Linked DNA regions of Mus musculus: regions 1, 3, 4, 5, 6 and 7 are each linked to region 2. Evidence: chromatin contacts called from public promoter capture Hi-C data. All regions are on one chromosome and are shown on one strand. Each heading gives the region's core, a stretch centred on a gene start, on an enhancer-like site or on the middle of the called end of the contact. The rest is flanking DNA. Distances are from core to core; before and after follow the strand shown.

Region 1 (2,700 bases), core at 26-2,525, 8.1 Mb after region 2:
GCTTCTGGCCTGCCTTTGCTGACCCCCTGCTAGGCTGATTCTCCCGTCCTCAGCACCTCCCTCCAAGGTCACCCTCCTCTGGGGAGTGGTCAAAAGGTTGTGGGTGGAGCCCAGGCAGCCATTAGGGGAAGAAGGATCCAGTCCCTAATGCCTCTCCGAGGACTCCAGCAAAAGGGAAGCCCGCCAGAGGACAAAAAACAGGAAGAAGGGAGGAACAGAAAGGAGAGGAGGAACAAGTCAAAACAAAGGGTCGGAGGCAAAGAGGGGAAAAAAATAGATTCAGAAAACCAAATCAAATAAAATGGAGGGCCAGGTTACCCAGTACCCTCACTGTGGTGTGTCTGACAATTCTGCGCTTTGGGAGAGAGCAAGAAGGCAGAGTGTGGCAAGACACACTCCGCCACTCTGGGAGAAAGATCTGGAAAAAAAACGGTCTGGGTTAAATGAAGAGGGTGCTTAGAAAAAAAGCCTGGAAGCTGGGAAAAGACAAAGTGAGGTGTAGGGAGTATGATGTGAAGGGAGAGAAAGGGGAGAGAAAGATGGAGGGAAGTCAGGATTGGCGGGGGTGGGGGGAAGAAGGCACCTGAGGTTGCAAGGGAGGAGCCCACGAAATCCAAAGGGTAGATATGCCTGGGGTCCAAGGGAAGGGCTTAGCGGTTCCAAGCAGGGTTTGAGGGAATCCTGGGGGATTTGAAGTGATGGAAACCTGAAAGATCCTACGGGTTCGAGGAGGGAATTGAGGGCGCTAAGTAGCTAACTAAAGCCTGGGAAGGTTGCAGAAGGGGGCTGGGGAAACAGAGAGTCAGAGGAAGGGCCTCAGAGACCAGGATAGTGAGACAGGAGTCAGGAAGTGCCCTGAGTGTGACAGGGTAGGTAGGTTACGATGCAGGAAAAGGTGGTGGGGATGGGCCCTGGTGGGGCAAGGAGCGACTCCTAAGGTGCAAGGAAAGTCCTGAGAGTGAGAGAGGAGTCTGCATGGGCTCCAAGGGTGCAGGGAAGGGTACGAGTGAGGAGCGCGTAGATCCGCGGGGCTGGAGACTTGGACCGCAAGGTTCGAGGAAGGGCCCGGGGACAGCCGGTTCAGGGGGTGACTGGGAGGCCGGGCGGCGCGGGGCGGGGGCCAAGAGGGGGCTCAGAGGTCGGGCCCCGCGCCGCCCCTCACCCGCTTCTCCTCCTCCTTCTCCTCAGGAACCCGCGTTGCAGCCGCCACCTCCACCCACCGCCTCCTCCGGCTCTCGTCCGACACAGCCGCCGCGCCTCCCCTCGGCCGGCGTAACAAACAGCTTAACCTTCCTTTGGCCCAACCCGCCGTCACTCTTCCGTTGCTATGAAACTCGCGCTGTTCTTATTGGCTGACTCTCATTGCTCTCTTTTTCCCGCCTCTTCTGGCCCCAGTCGGTGCCCTGACAAAACCCCTCCACGCCCACTCTGTCAATAAATCCAGCGAACTACAGCCAATGGCTCGGGTCGCTGTCATTCAGGCGTTGCCATAAAAATCTGTCCCGCCTCTTCTTCTGCACTGTCCCAAATCAGTGCTTTCATTGGCTTAAAGAGCCGTCGCTCCAACAGAAACTCTGTTTGGGTCAGGTTATTCAGGTCCAAGTGAAAAGAGGGAGGGCTCTGTCAGAGACAAACTTCGTATATTATTGGTTGGCCTTGGACAGGACCACGCTTCCATTCGTTAAGGCCTCCGCCCATCACCCTAAATCCGGAGCTCTATTCTCTTTCTTTCAGCTTGAAGTGGGGCAAAATCCCTGAGCGAACCAGGAAGGAAAGAGGTGAATGCACACACGCGCCATCGCGCTCCCGGCCCCAGGAGACCATTGGTTGCCATGGCAACAAAACTTCAGTGCCAACCCTGCTTAGCAAGAAGATCTTTTCTCTTTCCCAGTATTCCTTATCTTTGGAAAATTGTACCTACAAGAACTCTGTGAAGTTTTCTTGTCCTGCCTGTGAACAGTTCAGAAAGAGACGACGCTGAGAAGTTGGGACTTAGAAGACAAGCTCTGATTCATGGGGCACTCCCCTGGGGAAACCCCTTAATTAAGATTACCCACCTCTTCAATCCTGCAAGTATAATTAGCAGGATATCATAATTACGTCCAAACAAGTAAGCTTACTTTTGTTTTTGTCTTTCCTGAGTTATCTATTTGGTGGGTTAGGATAATGCCTACAGCACAGAATGTTTTGTTACTACAGACTGAAGGAACAACCGATTGAAGTGAGATGGGACATTGAAATGGCCCAGTGTGTAAAAGCACCTGCCCACAAGTCTCATAGCCAGGATCCGCATAATGGAAAGAAAGCACCGACTCCTGAAGGTTGTCCTTGACCTCCACATTCATGCCAAGGCGCGCGCGCGCGCGCGCGCACGCACACACACACACACACACACACACACACACACACAATTGATTAAATCATAGTAGCTTCTCTTTTGAGACATGAGCTTTGACTGTCCTAGAACTCACCATGTAGATCAGGCATGAATTTGCTCGTCATCCTTGCACAGGAGCCATGCAAATCTTCACTGTATCGCTGCAATTTTAGTATATGTGCTGCTGCAACATTTTGTTTTTAAGGAGGCTGAAGTTTTGCACCGTTCTGTGATCTTGGGGTTTTGCCAACTCACAGCTTCATGGTTGCGTCTACAAAGCAAATATCATACACTGATATACTTTCAAGTGTCTGAGGTCCATG
Region 2 (2,700 bases), core at 55-2,554:
ATAAGTCTCAAGTAATAACTGTTGGACTGTCATTTTGAATATAACTTTAAGAGCCTAGGGTAGATCCATAAACTAAGTCACTCTTGATTTCCTACCCCATCAGAAACCATGAAGTAGTGTTTATTTCAGGTCTCACTACGTTTTGTGTGTACTACCTGAAACACGACAACAGATTGATTAAACACACCTCTTTTCCCGCCCGTCTCATCGCTTACTCCTTGACAAACTGTCAGCCTCATGACGGTTACCTGAGACTTGACTGGGGCTGGCGAATCCACCTTCACTATGGCTCATTCATATAGCTGTTGATAGGCCTCAGTTCTCAGTTCTACACTCTGGTCACATTTCATGAAAAACTGAGATGACATGAATCTGATCATTTGCAATCTAAGACTATCATAAGCTTACTTTTCACACCAAATGTAATTAACGCAAATTTCCCCCAAGCAAACCAAATACCCACCTCCTGACCTCCAGAGCATAATTTCAAAGTTGCAGAACTTATGTATGAAATGGTCTTGGCTTCTGCTAGGTGAACTACGGTGAACAGAATAAGCAATTTGTCTACAAGTGCAGACTTTGATGATCAGGAGCTAGACAAACACTGATAGCCACACCTACCAGTTTTCCCAAGGCCCAGAAGGGCGTGACCCTTACTAGTTACTTCTGTTTTCCTAACTTGGTACCTCTGCCCCGTGAAGTTATGCCTTACTTGCAAAATAGGGGTCATGGTGCGGAGGTTCCCTTAAAAGTCGGTTGATTCTGCGCCTTAGGACATGTTTTGAGGACCGTACCCGCAATGTGGTTGCTCTGTAATGCTAGCCAGTCACCTGTCATCTCCGAGAACCGTCTTTCGGGATAAATGGGAGGGCGTTGGCCAGAGTGGGATCGAACCCCTGAGCAGAGCCTGTCAGTCCTCAGGGAAATGACCACCCTCCTCCCCTCCACCCCATGGCACGCAGACAGGAGGCTGAAGCATGCACACAGAGGGAACTAGATTTGGACCCAGGCTCGGAGGCTGAGCCACAGCGCTTGTTTCTCTTGTGGAAAAAGCGCCGCGGGTTACAGGTCACTCTGTCGGGGACAGCAGGACTCGGAGTCCAATCTGTCCTTTTTGTTACCTGAAGTTGTGTTGCTTGCGGCCGCGAGGCCATTGCCACTGTTGCTGCTTTGTCCTGGTGGTCCATTCCAGGCCAACAGGTTAGCCACAGACGTCCAAGGACACCCTAATTTTAAACTCAGCCCCGTCCTGGGGACCACCCGACTGGCCTCCCGCTGGACAATGGCGGCAGCGCCAGGGACACTGAGACTACAATTCCCAGAAGGCCACGCGCCGAGACGCAGCACTTAACCAATGGAAGCTAGCGCCAGCCCAACGTTGACCAATCGGGGAAGGCCTGGCCTCTGGTCTAAGGGAGTGCAACCACTCACAGGTCTTGTTTAAGGATCAGGTCTGGGTACCAGCAGAGGTCAGCTTACATTCCGTTACCTGCGGGTGCGGGCATCACTTGGGCTTCGAGTTGCCTGGAAAATAATCCTCCCGCCCTGACGGCTGAGTTCAGGGCATATATGCATCTGCACCGTGAGTTGGGCGCGCAGCGGCAAGGTCTTGGTGTTAGAATTGGTCAATCTGACCTGCTGCTGGAATTTTTTGTTTTGTTGGTTTTTTTGTTTTGTTTTGTTTTTTGGTTTTTTGGTTTTTCGAGACAGGGTTTCTTCTCTGTATAGCCCTGGCTGTCCTGGAACTCACTTTGTAGACCAGACTGGCCTCGAACTCAGAAATCTGCCTGCCTCTGCCTCCTGAGTGCTGGGATTAAAGGCGTGCACCACCACACCCGGCTGCCCGGCAGGCAGATTTCTGATTCCTGCCCAGTCTGGTGTACAGAGTGAGTTCCAGGACAGCCAGGGCTACAAAACCCTGCCTTGAAAAGGGAAAGAAAGAAGGAAAGAGAGAAAGAGGAAAAGAGAGAAAGGAAGGAAAGAAGGAAGGAAAGAAGGAAGGAAACAATGGGCTTTTGCTAGTTTTCACTAGGTTGATGATGTAATAGAAAAAGACCAAAAATACACTATACCCTTAAAGAGACAGAGACTATCAGGTGTAGAACAGCAGGCTCTGCCCTTCCTCCACTATCCCCACTCCCCAGTACTGGATATTGAACCTAGGTCTTTATGCAAGAGTGGTAAGTGCTCTAATACAGAGCTGCAGTCCAGCAAACAGCAGGTCCTTTTATTCTCATCCTCCCTTCTCTGTCTCTCCCTCCTTTCAGCCTAGTAGTTTCCTTTGTTCTCTCCTGGCATCTTCCTCACCAGTCTGACAATGACAGTAGTGTCATAACTGGTGCTCTGGGTCTGGGCTGGGCATTTCTAGGTTCTTGGCCTCTTTTCCAAAGAATTGAATTTAAGAGCTTACAGAAAAAAAGTAAGATAATGTTATTTGAGTAAAAGTGAAATTACATATTATGTAGGTATGCTATTAAAGATTGACAATGAGTTATGGGAGTGAAGATTCTCAGTGTCCAGATTATTGCTCAGGGCTTCCTTTTATAGGGTTCAGGAGAAGGGGGTGCTGATTACTAGATATGTAGTTTGGGTGGTTCTCTACTCTGATTGATAGAGTAAGTCATATATTCGTTTTCTCTACTGTGCATGTCCTTTTTATAATGCATCTGATTTTAAACATAAGTGTGCCCTTATGTATCA
Region 3 (2,700 bases), core at 106-2,605, 7.8 Mb after region 2:
TTCCACGTGTACTGTTTTAGCTACTCTCTCCTCAATTCCAGCTTCATTTCAAATAATTCTCAAGGTCTCATCCAGTGCCCCAACACAAGACAGCTTAAGTCTCAACCCTCAAGAAATTTAAACTCTTCGGTCTCAAAAAAGAAGAGGTTGTAGAGAATGTCTTGTAAATCAACGTTTTCCTCGGTATCCCTAAATCCGCCAGCACCAACATAGCCTGCTTGCCTTTCTGATCCAAATTCATAGTACAAGATCTTACCTTGGGAGCACCTGCCTCCACTAACCTGTTAATGGGCCAGCTCCCTCTTCCCCATTCTGTTGAATATTTTACAATCCCTATAGTGTAACTGGCTTTAGGTACCCGAGTTTGGAATGATACAGGACCTGGGCTTTGCCTAAAACCGATAAGTTTAGGGATTGTTAGGGATATGGAAAACAGATATTGTCTGCCGCCAAAAAAAGCCCCAAGGCATACATGATTTATGCTCAACAGGAGCACAAAGAACGCAGACTTCCCTCTTTGGCGGGCAAACAAGTGTAGGACACATTTTTATCTAAGACACCGCAAAGCCGGAGACGGAGACGGAGACAGAAACATCGAGGTAGGAGAGTTCTGGAGAAATCAAAAAAATATGAACAGGCTCGAAACCTACAAGCAGCGGGAGATTGCACTGCCAGTCCACGTGAAGGAAAAGGAAAGGAGGGGGGGGGGCTGATTCACCACCGCCATTTTGGAAACAAAGGGGGCGTGGAGAAAAGAAAAGTACGCACGACCGGAAGCGGAAGTGCCAAGGCAGCAAAAGAAAATGACAGAATTTAGAGACCAAAATTCATCTTTCTCAAGTAAAAGACAAAAATTTAAAACGACAACAGAAAAGCTTCACATTACGGAATCCCGCGCGCTCTCAAGGCATCTACTTAACAAAACGCGCCGCCTCCGCCGAGACCACGTGGGCGCGGGCTATTGCGGCGCGCACGCGCCCTGAGCCTCGCCCGCCACCCCTTCCCTCAGCGCCGAGAGGAGGTCACGTGAGCTCGGCGCGCGCGGCACGGACGGGGGGGTGGGGGGGTAGCGTGCGGCCCTAGGGAAGCGAACAAGAGAGGGAAATGGCGGGGGGGCACAGGGCGAAGCAAGAAGCCACCCCACAACCCCGGCGCCCTCACCTTGTTTATTCTCGTTGAGCTGCCGCTCGAACTCGTCGAAGTCCGACATGCTTAGGCGGCCGCGTAGGGCCCTGTGCAGCTCTCGCCTCGCCTTGCCGCCCGCCCGCTCCGGCTACTTCCGCCGCTGGCTTCGGCTACTTCCGGCCCCCGCCGGCACTCCGTCGCCTACCTAATCAAGCCCCAAGCCCCGCCCCTCCCAGGCTCCACCCCCTCGTCCCGCCCGACCCGCCCCCCCCCGGAACTTCCCCGAGCTCGGCTCCGAAGCCTGTCGGCTGTTCTCGGACGGAGCAGTCGGAAGGCGGCGGTCGCCGTCAAAATCACCCGAAGCGAGGATTATGCCGGCTGCCCGAGTTTCGGTAACTTTTCGGAAACTAGCGTTTCAACGTTCGGAGGATTCCGCGAGTCTTCGCGTTCCCCGACACCAGCCCCCTCTAAAGACACGGATTTTCCTACAACTCAAACCGTCTGTCTCTGGCCTCCTCTGGAAATCCGTCCCACCCCTCGCCGACCCTGTCCAAGCGGTCAGTCACTTCCAACAATCCTAACCGTCCGGGCCTTCGGCTCTTTCCGAAGGTTTCCAGCGCTCGCTCACCGCCCCTCTAGAGATTAAGCCCGATTCTAGTCTTCGGCTCTTTCCGGAGGCGCCACAGGGTCACTCCGCCCCTTCCGGAGAATATCGGTCCCTTCCGCCACTGCTTCGGGAAGGTCTCACGCCCAGGAGGGAAGTTCGGCTCTTTCCGCTCTTGCTTCGGCTCCTTTCGGCTTAAAGACCCGAAAAGGGAGGGAGGACTGATGGGAGGTGGGCCAGATAGCTACGGGGGAGGGGGCGGGGTCTCAGCTTTCGGTCCCTAGCTCTCTAGGAGAAAACTGAAAAAACTGACCTCGCGGAAGGCCAGAGAAAGTGTGTGGGACAGTAGCAGCCAGTGCGACAAAGGGTGTTCGAGGCCGCTGCGGAGGTTGTTAGCTCAGCTTGGGACGCCTGCGCACGGTGATTGGAGAGGGGTTTCTGCGCCTGCGTAGCGGTCTAGGGCACGTTTTTCTCAGCGCTCCGGAGGATCCGCCATTCTAAATCCACATTGCGCGTGCGCCCGATCTCCTCCCACACACCCCTTCCCCCACCGCCAACCTCAGCCCCCAAGGCACTAACTTCAAGACGGTTAAACCTGACTGCTCTCTCCCGGTTGCCAAGGCAATCGCGTTAAATTGTCCGCCCCTGCTCCTGCTGCGCAAGCGCCGAATGTGACACCTCCGAGAGATCTCCTGACCCCTGGCGGGCAGGCGGAAAAGAGTCTACCCAGCGCCCCGGTACCTCCTCCGGGCTGGCTCAGCTAAACGTTCATTGAATCAATGCCCCAGGCGCTGCCTTCTTAAAGTCGTCTTACCTCAGTTTCTCCTACTGCTCCGCTTCCCACCTCTGCCTCCTGGGGCTAATTACACCCTACCCTCCCCAACCTCTCTAGAGGCTTCTGGCTGAGCGCTCCTGTCCCAGTCTCCGTGGCGACGGCCACCCCTTCCCAGCATATTCCCTTCCTAGTAAGA
Region 4 (2,700 bases), core at 52-2,551, 9.2 Mb after region 2:
AGAACAGAAAGCTAATCCTAAGAGGGATGACAGTCCCGGAACCGAGATACAGCTGTTTAGAAGTGCTTCAACTGTCCCAACAGAAGAGCACCAACAACTGAAAGCATGGGAGCTCGCATTCCACCGACCCAGATCTAGAAAGAAAAGCTAAGCGGTCCTCACCACACACAGCAATACCTAACCACTTAGGAAGCTTCACCCACCGAGGCAGACCGTGCATCGTAGTGGAGCCTGCATCCCCAAAGCTAGAGTCCACTGATACCCCACCTCAAAGATGCAAAAGATGTGAAGCCAGGAAGTGAGCAATACGGTACAGTCCTGAATCCAAGGTTTGGGGAGGGAGTGTTAAAACAAAACACACACACACACACACACACACACACACACACACTCACAAACCCCATGCTTCCTTAAAAAGAAGATTGGTGGAAAGGGACCTCTAGGAGACTTCACTGCTAGAGCTGTAAGGACTAGGTGGAAACTTTGGCTTAGGCTCCAACTCACAACGTTAACTGCACCCTCGGGTCTTGGGGACTTTTTCCTCCACAAGATCCATCTCTTCCAAAGAGGCTTCCCCCTATCAAGACACCAACAAGCTGGAGCTTTCGGGTGCACTGAGGCAACGCTCCCGAATGGAGCTCCCGGGGAAGGCATGACTGCAGGAGTGGGCCCCGCGCCCAGAGCAGAAAGACCCCTCCGCGGCCCGCAGCGCGCCCACCGCTCCAAGCCCAGCCAGACGCGGAGGAGGACGGGCACCTCGCACCCGGGGCCGGCGCTCTGCCACGCGGGAGTCCGGACGCGGGAGGACAGAGAGAGGAGAGGGTCCCCGCCCGCCCGAGCCGAAGCTGGGCCCGAGCGCGCGGCTTGGGCCCGGCGGGAGCTGAGGCCGTGTCGCGACAGGCAGCAGGGTCGCGGAGCAAGAAGTCGGCCGATGGAGCTGAGGGAAGAGGGAAAGGGGTCCGGCCCAGTCGAACCTGACGCTCACCGCAGGAGCTGGCGCCGCCGCTGCGGAGCGTATCGCGACAGGCGAGGAGGGGGGAGAGAGAGGCGAGCGCCCGCCCGCCGCCTTTTTTTTTTTTTTTTTTCCTCTTTCCTCGCGCCCCGAGCCCGGGCGCTATCGCGATAAGAGGGCGCGAAAGCCGGAAGTAGGGTTGGGTTGTTGATAGAGGAAGTGGGCCCGGGATTGTTCTAGACGACCGAGTAGGGGATTCAGGGATCAAGGAAAGGCCCGGCAGCGGCTGCCGACGGCTCCACGGAAGCTGAACGGGCCCGGTCCAAGATGGCGGCGGCGGAGGCCTCCCCTCCTCTCTTCTCCTCTCTGGCGCCGGCCCGCCCCCGAGCCCCGAATATAGGTCCGTCATTGCTCCCGCAGTACGTCGCTCTGCGCCGTTAGGCGCGCCCCATTGGTTCCTAGCGAGAATGAGGCCAACCTCTTCATTATGATTGGCTGATCTCGGCAAGGCGCGGCGTTCGATTGGCCTCCCGCTCAGCTTGCTTGGATTGGCTCGGGTATTTCTTCCCAGCTCCTCCTCCTCCTCCCCTCCTCGGAGCACAACACGCCAGCGCGAGGACCTGGGTGTCAATCAGGAAGCCTGTGTCGTGCTGATTGGATGTGTCCGCCCCCTTACCCTAAATCAATTGGCAGCGGGGAGGAGTCAGGGTGAGGGGCGGGAAGTTACTCGTCAAGTTTAAAGGCAGCTGTAATTGGTTGCGAGGTGTATTCTACCCTGAACTCATTGGTTAGCTATGAATGTGGGTAGAGGAAAACGACAAAAAGCATAGCGTGTGAGTGTTAAAGGAAGCTTATCTAGTGGGAGACGGAGAGGTGCCAGAGGGTTGGGGATAGTAAACCCAAGTCATCTACCAATCAAAAGAGCCGCCAGCCCTAAGGGGAGGAGCTAGACAAACACCCCGCCCCTTCCCTCGGTTAGCCAATAGGGTAGCTATTAACCTGCCGACAGGTGTGGTTGTCGGAGCATCCTTCCTTTGCCTGTCTAGGCTGTTATCTGATCCTCGTAGTTATTCCCCAAGCGCGTTTGCTTGGTATATCTCTAAAACTCAGTGCTTTCTAAAGGATGAAAGAAAGAAAGAAGGAATCAGGAACATTGCAGAAGCGACTGAGAAACACAAGGCGTGGGACTGACGTTTCTCTGGTTAAGTTAGCAGACTGGGACCTTCCCTGGAGTTGCAAGGACTCCAGCTGTAGAGGAAACTGCGCTTTGCCCTACCTCGGTTACATCTGTAATGACTACTCACTAGAGTTCTGCTATGCTTCTTAAGGAGTAAACTTCTCCGACCACCCTTGCCGAGTGCTTAGGTGAGCCTCTGGTTTAATTTTGTTTGATTCCTGCCGTTTTTACACATACTTGAGTCTCACTCTCTGGATTTCTCGTTGTTTAGTACCCATGAAGCACTCCATAGCCCTTTGCTGACTAGGTTGCAAACGTGAGCACCACGTTTTCATGAATTGGGGAAACTCGATCTATCTCTGCCTACTATGTGGAGGAAAAGAAGATAAATCCACACTTGAAGAGAACGTGCACGTGCATTTCACCGCATCAGAATGGCATGAAGCAAGAGAGAAAAAATGGCTTATAAAAAGGCATATTCTTCGGCTGGAAAGATGGCTCAGCAGTTAAGAACATTTTCCTGCAGAGGACCAGTTCCCACAGGGTGGCTTGCATGCTTGTAACTTCAGTT
Region 5 (2,700 bases), core at 8-2,507, 6.7 Mb after region 2:
CCGTTTACTCTTTACCTTTGGGGCCATTTTAATACCCCTGCTGTGGGTTCGCCTTTAGCCTTTTGATCAGTTACAAGCAGCCTGTGATCTTTATCACCCGTTGAAAGGTCCTGGCTGGTTTATCTTTAATCTAACCACGGAAGTCCAGCGCTTGAACATGAATTACAGGCAGTTTGGACATTTTCCATTACAGGGCTCAGCATAGGCCTCCTCTTGAATTTTCTAACTCTCTACACATCCTTAACAGTCTGCTGAGCAAAGACTTCTGGAGCACCTTGCTAAGGAGATGGCTATGCTTTCCATTTTCTTAGCTTGTCCTCAGGTGTCATGTATCGTTTTGCCTGTGGGCTTTGCTTCTTTAGGCTGCCCAGGATTTTCTCTGGTGCAGGAGGAGTTTGTTTAAAAAGTCCATCCCTTACTTAGTCCAAGTGTCAGCAGCACCTGACGCCTGCTTTTGTAAAGGTAGTTACGTGATGATGATACCATTTGTCTCAGAGAAGCTGACATTGACTTTCAAGTTTCAAATTGTGCCTTGGAAGCAGATATCTGTAGAGGGTCCTTTCATTCCTTTTCTTCATCATCAGCATCCTCCAAACTGTGATGGACCTTTCTTCTAGGAGAGTAATAAGTCATAAACACTTAATTTGGAGCCCTACTCTGAAGGTTCGAGGTCATTCTTGCTATGTCACTTAGTAAGGTAATGTGACCTCTGGTTCTCTGCAAAACAGGCCGATTTCAAGATGAGGTCGTCCCAAAATGCAACCCGCACCGGAGGCTCGAGCGGAAACATTTTGGGGAAAAACTCCAGATCTCGTGAACCGAATTTTTTCTTGAGACCGGCGTTGGCCTGGAAGCGCCCCGGGGCGGAAGGGGTTACGATGATAGAGACGACAGGAGGACTGGAGTAGTGGGAGCGTCGCCGCGGGCAGCTCACCGCGCAGGCGCGAGCGACGAGGCTGGGTTGGGGGCCGCCCCGACACCCGGAAGTGTGCGCCTAACGGGTCGAGCCCAGCCTTCTGTCCGGGGAGGGGGCGGGGCCCGAGCCCCTCGGAGCGAGGCGCCATAGAGCAAAACGGAGGACCTGGGTCCTAGATAATTCCGGAAGTAGCGTCCCGAGGCGCCTTTCCGTACCATAGAGCCGGAGGGGGTAGCGGTCAGGGGTCCTGGAGCTCCTCTGCCTAGAGTGGCGAGGTAGCGGTGGCGGCCTGGGAGGGGGAGGAGAGGGAGAGGCGCGAGCGGAAGCGGCCGGGAAGGTCACTTCCGGCCTGGGCGCCCGTCCCCCTGACCCCAGGGTCTGAGTCGCCGCTGCCGCCGCTGCCACCATCCGCGAGGCAGGCGAGAGGAAGAGTGCGGCGTGACGGCCCCGGGGCCGCGGAGGTGAGGGCGGCCGCGGGCTCAGGGGGGCGTGCGCCGAGTGGCTGGGATGAGAGCGCGTCGGGAAGCTGGGCTTCGGACGGGGGTGGGTGGGGAGGCGGGAGGGCGAGCGCGGCAGAGCGGACTAGTGCGCGTGCGTGTCGTGTTAGGGGTGTGTGTGGGGGGGGTGGGCGTGAGCGGGCGCGCGGCCGGGGAGTTCGCGCGCGCGCGCGGGAGAGATTGGCGCCGCGGCCTGGGACAATGCGCGTGCGCTACTCCGGCGGCAGTGCTGGGCCGGCAGGCACCTGGGTTATCCAACCGGTGGGGTCCGGGCCACCCGGACTGGACTTGCAGCCGGTCATGGCCGGAAGTGCCAGGGACTTGTTGCGGGGGCGAGGCTTGATGTGGGGAGAGACCCCGCCGCCTGGATTGGGCTGACCGGAAACGGCGGCCCATGGTCAGTCTCGGCCCAAGTTCTCCCAAGTCCTCTCCTTCCTCAAATCGAGTCGCCTGGCCCGTTGCTGCCTCGGGGGCCATGCGCTGGCCTTTGATCCAGCGAGTAATTACGGGATGCAGGTGGCGGGAGGCTCATTCATCTATTTCCCCCGCGCGTGCTGACCGGCGGCAGGAAACACGTCCTGGGAGGGGAAGCGCCAGGCCAAGGTCAGCACCGTGTGGGTCGTCCTGGGCCGCCTGGACTGTTGCCTTCCTCCCCTGGGCGGACACAGGGCTGGGTCCAGCGCGGAGCCCCGCCCCTTAGCAGACCTCCCGCCTCCACCTCCAATCTGTACAAGAGTTAGGTCATAGGGTGACCCCCAAGCCCCGGGAATGTGTGCCCCAGCACTTACAAAAGGTCAGTCGGAAAAGTGATCCACAGACGAAGAAGTGAGTGGGGAGTGAACTGACACCTGTCTTAACACCAGGATAGGAAAATGAACATGAACTGGGGTTGGAAAGCAGGAGCTGAGACCTGACCCAGGACGACCTTAGGCGTTATTGCCCAGGTCGTTATTAAAAACGCAGACCTGATGGGTTCCCCCAACCCCTTAATTTCTGATTCAGGCTCCATGTTTGGCGTTGTTGAGAATCTAGCTGAGATCTGGCCTCTGCTCTGGGGAAAGCTTTAAGCCTCTTGGGTCAAGTGCAGGTAACTTTCCCCTCCTGCTTCTCTGGAGTCACTGAGTGCTGTGCTGCCATGGCCCAGAGAACTTTCACATTAGATTCTGACTTGGTTTATCTCATGTGTTCTCCATCTGAGCAGAGAAGGGTATATCCTCAGGCTTGGCCCATGGTGAAATTCAAGAATGATTTGCAGCTACTGGGAATATTGCCCACGAGCTCTGAAGC
Region 6 (2,700 bases), core at 159-2,658, 8.7 Mb after region 2:
GGCTGAGGTTTGTGCCATGGACTGTCTATTCACTTTACGCGGGAAAGGGTACAGAAGCAGTAGGGTGGTGCCACTTCTAGTTGGGGTGCCACCAACTAGAAGTCAAGTTGTCAGTGATGCTCCTTTAAGAGTTTGAATACGTATTCATGTAATGCCCCTCCCCAAAGGCGGAGTCTCTACCACAGTCCTATTCATCCCTCAAACCTTGACCGATCCTCACTACCACCTGGATAAAGTCCAACACCCGTGACAGCTGCTATCTGGCATAAAGAGTCACAGTCGCCTGGCCATCCACTTCCCTCCAGGTGCACTCTGACTGGGCGGCGCTTCCCTGCAAAGGGAAGCGGTTGGCGAGCCTTTGGAGCCACGAGGGTGTGGTTCCCGTGGGAAGGGCTTCAGGTCCCACCAACTGTGTGTCGCCCTGCGGGAGGCTGTTGCGTTACAAATCTGGGCACAAAGTTCAGCCTGAGACGTCCAGATATTTTAACATCTAGAGGTGCAGGACTGCCCGAACCTATATCGGGAGGGGGGTGAAGCAAAATTCTCAAAGGTTTTCAGAGGGGAGGAACAATTAGAATTAGTCTCTGGGTTTGTTTTGGGACGGGGCTATCTTAGGTCCCTAGAGGGATAAGACCAATTTAAATTAACCGAACCAGAGGTAGAGTAAGGGTTTTTATAGTTTCCAAAAGGGTGGGTCGTATATTTCAAACGTTAGGCTGGTGACAGGAGTAAAACCCGACCTCTACAAGGAGGCACAGGAGAAACCATTTCACCATGGTTGAGTCCAGGATAAGACCAATGAGGGGCGGAGCATGTGTAAAACAATCAGGTGGAGTGAGGCCAAGGTAAAGGGGTGAGGCTCCCAGGAAAGACATTTATAAATAACTTGACAGAGGCAGAACCAGGAGTCACTTTATTCGTTATGAGGTGTGGCATGTAAGATAATCAATTGCATGGGAGCTGGCTACAAACTTTAAAGACGGTTGGGGGCGGGGCCAAGACCGCTGAGTCCCACTCCTCTCCTCCCAACGAAGCTGCGGTGTTCAGGTAAATCAGTTGCTGCCCTGCCAGGCTCCCTAGAGGTCTCGAGAGGCTGAGCAGATGCAAAGTATCTGGAGGCGGCCGGAGGGGTTGTCTAAGCCCTACCCCCACCCAGGCTGCGGAGTATATGTAAATCGGATGCGGAGAAGCCTTTCTTGGGGCCCTGACAGCGGTGGGGCACTTGTCAAGTATTTGCTAAACTGTCTCGCTAAAGTCCCCAAAGGGAGAAGTTGTATGGAATAAGACGTGACTCCCTGGATGTCCAGAGAGAAGCTTGACGCACACATAAATTGGCTGGTTGGGCGGGGCCAGGCTCTTTAAGACTCCCTGAGGGGCTGGACATATGTAAATCATTTCAGGCGGGGCAAGAGGGGGTTCCCAGTGGCTTACAAACCCGGTACGCGTAAATAAACTGGACTTGAAATTAGAGCTCCAGAGCCCGTGTTACATTCTGACGCCCTGCCTGGTCCTTTGGCCTCCTTCCACCTGAGGCGGGAGGGGTTCCTGGCGTCACAGTTGGAGATCAACGCTGCAGACAGAGACCGCTTAGTGCGTGAAGGCCCATGGAGGCCTCGGCCGATTCCTCTGAGGCCCCCGCGGTCTGCCGCTTCTTCCTAGAGGGCCGCTGTCGCTTCGGTGCGCGCTGCCGTCAGCCACATCCCGGGGCCCCGGCGCCGTCCCCGGTGGTTACGCAACCGGAGGCTGGGTCCAAGAAGCCGGCTCTGCGTACTGCTGCTGACGTCATCCGACGCATCCGCTGGGACCCGCGCCTGGACCCTGCTGACTTTTCGGTGGGCTACACCGACCGCTTCCTGGGAGTGCAGGAAGAGCCATTCTGCGCCTTCTGCTGGGACGAGCCGCTGGCAGCGCTCGGACCTGGCGTGTTGGCAGTGCCGCAGCACCGCATACGCTACTTCCGCTTCCGCGGCCGCCTGGTATGGGACCGTGCCTCCCGTACTGACCTCATTTTTGGATCGGGCTCTGTGGCTGGTCGGGGACCCACTATCCTTGATGCGCTGGACGGCGGGGACGAGCATTGGACAGAGGTCACGGCAGAAATTCCCGACACAGAGAAAACAGGGGTGGGTTTAGAGGGTCTGGATACCCAGGATGCCCTTGCAGAGGCGGGTGGAAACCCGACCGGAACAGGTCTTGATTCGGGCCTGGAGACACACGAAGAGGGTGGGGCAATCAAAGAGACCAGAACTGGGCTTGATTCCAGCCTGGAGACACCTGAAGTGGATGGGCCAACCAAAGAGACCGGGCTGAATGGGACCACTGAGTTAGAAATGCCAGACCCAAGCATGAACTTCTCAGGAGTGAAGATCAGCTCAGTAGAGGAGCCCAGAGCTACATTGCTTCCACAGTGGCAGGCGCAGGGCATGGAAACGAAAGGGCTTTCTGCTGAAGAGATGGGAAATGTGTGGGATCCAGGTGTTTGGCCTGACGACAGAAGGGCCCCTCGCCAGCCCCGGCCCACACATTTTGTGGCACTGATGGTGACAGAGTCTGGGCTTAGGGCTGAGGTGGTCAAGGCCCAAGAGCATCTGGTCCGGATTGCCCCTTCTTGTGCTGAGTTCCTGGTACCAGCACAGGCCCTGCACTTGACAGTGGTCTTGCTAAGGCTGACAGGCCCTGGGGAGGAGGCTGCAGCAGCTA
Region 7 (2,700 bases), core at 186-2,685, 8.2 Mb after region 2:
TTTCTTTTCAGATTTCAGAAGCCCTATAATCTTACAAAACACACTCTCAATTTTTCTTCTTTCCCAAGCCTCCCCATACAAAGTGAGTTCCAAGACAGCCAAGGCTACACAGAGAAACCCTGTCTCGAAAAACCAAAAAAAAAAAAAAAAAAAAAAAAGCTGTCATGGTCAGAAAGCATGCGTATTCCCTGACCACTCCTCAGATCCAGAGCTCAGCTATGGAAGGTGCCTCTTCTCAGTCCCAGGAACCCAGATCTTACCCCTCCGTCCTTAGACCCAGTAGTCTTGGCCCCAGCCCTCGTCCCTCAGGCCCAGCAGTGCAGGTACATGGCCCCTTCTCCTTCCAAAGTTCAAGAATTGAGGTCAACAGCACGTCACACTCTTACTACCAGGATATAAAGGTCTGACCTCCCTTTCCTATCTCAGGCCTGGAACTCAACTTCATAGGGACCCAGAACCCACAGCCCAGAACACTGGAGGTCATCCCTCAGTTCACCTCGATCCCCTGCCTAGAAGAAGATGGTTGTGGCCACACTCAGCCTTTAGCATCAATCAAAGATAACTCTGCTTTCCAGGGCCACTTCTGGCTGGGAGCTTAGCTTTCTACAGTCCACCTCTCCATTCTATTTCCACACTGCAGAATGGAGAGAATGTAGTCGACCTCACACCCTAGGGCTCCAGCTTGCTGCACGGAGCGCAAGTGACCGCTTTTGAGCATAAGAGGGACAGGATAGCAGCCTCTCTCGGGATGGATGCACCTCCACCCAGCCTGCACCTCCACCCTGCCTGCGGCTGTACTGCAGCACCCGCCTGCCTCAGCTTGCAGAATCAGCCCAGGTCCCACACCCGTAATGGGCCTACTTCCCCACAGCTTCCTGAAGCCCCTCCAATATCTGCCCCAATAGGGTTATTTGAGCCACAGTAGTCCAGACCCCTACTTCTCCCTGGAACCCACAAGTCTCAGACCCCTGCCATCTCAAGGCCCCAACGTCAGACTCTACTCCGTACACCGTGGGCACTTGGAACTCAGGACCCAAGCCCCTTTTCTACGAGGGACCCAGGGGTCTGCCCTTTAAATATCCATGGTCCCGCCCTCTGCCCCTTCCAGCACCCCGCCCCCGCCCCAGGTGTCCGCTTAGGTTCTCACCTGTCTGTCCTTTGCCCAGCGTCTTCTCCAGGCGATAGGGGCCCACATATTGGGCGTGCTGGGGTGGGTGTGGGTGTGGGTGTGGGAGGTGGTAGGCGGGGGAGCCCCCGCCACCTTCCTTGGACCCGGACGACATGGTGCCCTTGGTCCCGGCCCGACCGGTCCCCCGGCCGCCCCCCCTGCGGCCCGTCGCCCCGTTCCTCCGGTGGGGGCCGGCGACACCTCCGTCCCGGCCCCCCCGGTTGCTCCCCACTTCTCCGGGGGTCCCCAGGGGGCTGGGCTGGCCCCCCCAGTCGGTGGGCCGCAGAGCTGGGGGAGGGGGGGCTGCCGGGGGGGTCAGGCCCCTGGAATCAGCATGGCGGGGGGGGCTGCGCGGCCCCCCCTCCCCAGCCCGTCCCTGGCCGGCCCCCCCCTTCCTGTGCCTCCCCCTGCAGGGGGGGTCTGAAGTGTGGGGCCGGCGGATGCTGCAGGCCGAGATCCCCCCCGCCCCCCCACGCGCCCTCTCTCCTCCGCCTCCTCCTCCTCTCCGCCTCCCCCCGCCACCTCGTCCTTTCTCTCCGGCACGCTGACATCACCATCCGGGGACTCCCGGCCCTTCCCCACAGTTAACCCTTTCGGAGGGGGAGGGGGAGTGGCAGGGGGCGGGCCTGGAAGCTGGACGGACGGGGAGGAGGTGGGAAGATGCTGGGATGTATGGATGGGTGGAGGGATGCTGGAGGAGAAGGATGCTGCAGGAGAGAGGGATGCCTGAAAGGATGGAGGGAAGGATGGAGAGAGATACAGAACCAGTATTAGACAAGCAGAGATGAAGACACAAAGAGAAGTCTGACATACATTAGTAGATGGGAAGATGCAGAATATCAGAGACAGGGTGGAGGAGTGAAGGAGGTAATAACGGAGCGGGGAGAATTAAGAGTTCAAGGCCATTATAGCTATAAAGTGTGTTTGAGGACAGCCTAGACTACGTGAGAACGCCCCCTCAACCCACCCCCTCAAAAAAGAGCTGAAAGGGGCAGACAGGGATAGGAGACAAACAACAGACAGGGATGAGGAGATAGAAATGCAAAGGAAGATGTAGAGCGAGGGGGACAAAGAGAAATAAGGACTGTCAAGGGTCCATATATTCACAGGAGGGAATGATGCTGGGCTTAGATGGGAACAGACTGTGGAGTGTGTGTGTGGGTGGTGGTGGTGGCAGAGGATAAAAGAGACAAAGATAGAAAAGGGAAGGACTTTGGGGAGTTGGAGACCTAAGTGTGATCTATTTCTCTATGTCCTCTAAGGTCAACACTGTGTACTCCTTGGGCTAATTCTATGTTCCCACCGTTATCAGGGCTCCACGTTCTGCTCTTGTTTTTTTTTTTTTTTAAGACAAAGTCCAGCTGACCTCAAACTATGTGGCTGAAGATGACCTTGAACTTCTGATCCTCCTGCTTCTGTCTCTCAAGTGTGAAATTACAGTCCTGGAGAGATGATTCAGCAGTTAGGAAGAGTAGGCTGCTTCCCAGGGACTGGGGATTTGCATTCTCAGCATCTATACAGTAGTTCATGGC

What was found. Promoter capture Hi-C pulls out the DNA fragments that hold promoters and counts their contacts.
Region 1: a promoter capture Hi-C map of pre-B cells shows a contact between it and region 2. The contact joins the promoter of Kmt5c here to the promoter of Zfp128 in region 2. A contact is called at or near these places in 3 of 39 promoter capture datasets (cranial neural crest, frontonasal cranial neural crest and pre-B cells).
Region 3: a promoter capture Hi-C map of second pharyngeal arch cranial neural crest shows a contact between it and region 2. The contact joins the promoter of U2af2 here to the promoter of Zfp128 in region 2. A contact is called at or near these places in 5 of 39 promoter capture datasets (cranial neural crest, frontonasal cranial neural crest, maxillary cranial neural crest and 2 more).
Region 4: a contact with region 2 is called in a promoter capture Hi-C map of pre-B cells. The contact joins the promoter of Cnot3 here to the promoter of Zfp128 in region 2. A contact is called at or near these places in 4 of 39 promoter capture datasets (cranial neural crest, frontonasal cranial neural crest, maxillary cranial neural crest and 1 more).
Region 5: a promoter capture Hi-C map of pre-B cells shows a contact between it and region 2. The contact joins the promoter of Zfp787 here to the promoter of Zfp128 in region 2. A contact is called at or near these places in 3 of 39 promoter capture datasets (cranial neural crest, frontonasal cranial neural crest and pre-B cells).
Region 6: a contact with region 2 is called in a promoter capture Hi-C map of liver, with 3 times the contacts expected there. The contact joins the promoter of Leng9 here to the promoter of Zfp128 in region 2. A contact is called at or near these places in 4 of 39 promoter capture datasets (cranial neural crest, liver, maxillary cranial neural crest and 1 more).
Region 7: a promoter capture Hi-C map of pre-B cells shows a contact between it and region 2. The contact joins the promoter of Brsk1 here to the promoter of Zfp128 in region 2. A contact is called at or near these places in 4 of 39 promoter capture datasets (cranial neural crest, maxillary cranial neural crest, pre-B cells and 1 more).

What each region holds. Positions count from the first base shown.
Region 1 is chr7:4,738,702-4,741,401 of GRCm38.p6, reverse strand. It overlaps Kmt5c (lysine methyltransferase 5C), which reads right to left and starts at 1,275. Exons shown (of 9, transcript NM_146177.2): 1 at 1,163-1,275. Gm24537 (a small nuclear RNA gene) reads right to left here and starts at 2,570; the gene lies at 2,469-2,570. It overlaps Gm42369 (a long non-coding RNA gene), which reads left to right and starts at 1,322. Exons shown (of 2, transcript XR_881802.3): 1 at 1,322-2,110; 2 at 2,200-2,412.
Region 2 is chr7:12,879,782-12,882,481 of GRCm38.p6, reverse strand. Zfp128 (zinc finger protein 128) reads right to left here and starts at 1,304. Exons shown (of 4, transcript NM_153802.4): 1 at 1,122-1,304. The coding sequence starts at 1,187.
Region 3 is chr7:5,060,798-5,063,497 of GRCm38.p6, reverse strand. It overlaps U2af2 (U2 small nuclear ribonucleoprotein auxiliary factor (U2AF) 2), which reads right to left and starts at 1,355. Exons shown (of 12, transcript NM_133671.3): 1 at 1,162-1,355. The coding sequence starts at 1,210.
Region 4 is chr7:3,643,870-3,646,569 of GRCm38.p6, reverse strand. Cnot3 (CCR4-NOT transcription complex, subunit 3) reads right to left here and starts at 1,301. Exons shown (of 18, transcript NM_146176.3): 1 at 986-1,301. It overlaps Gm15927 (a long non-coding RNA gene), which reads left to right and starts at 2,225. Exons shown (of 6, transcript XR_003946711.1): 1 at 2,225-2,317; 2 at 2,401-2,700.
Region 5 is chr7:6,154,522-6,157,221 of GRCm38.p6, reverse strand. It overlaps Zfp787 (zinc finger protein 787), which reads left to right and starts at 1,257. Exons shown (of 3, transcript NM_001013012.2): 1 at 1,257-1,377. Gm36371 (a long non-coding RNA gene) reads right to left here and starts at 3. Exons shown (of 2, transcript XR_391130.2): 1 at 1-3.
Region 6 is chr7:4,148,580-4,151,279 of GRCm38.p6, reverse strand. It overlaps Leng9 (leukocyte receptor cluster (LRC) member 9), which reads left to right and starts at 1,408. Exons shown (of 1, transcript NM_175529.3): 1 at 1,408-2,700. The coding sequence starts at 1,605. Cdc42ep5 (CDC42 effector protein (Rho GTPase binding) 5) reads left to right here. Exons shown (of 3, transcript NM_021454.4): 3 at 1-20.
Region 7 is chr7:4,689,663-4,692,362 of GRCm38.p6, reverse strand. It overlaps Brsk1 (BR serine/threonine kinase 1), which reads right to left and starts at 1,435. Exons shown (of 19, transcript NM_001003920.3): 1 at 1,148-1,435. The coding sequence starts at 1,283.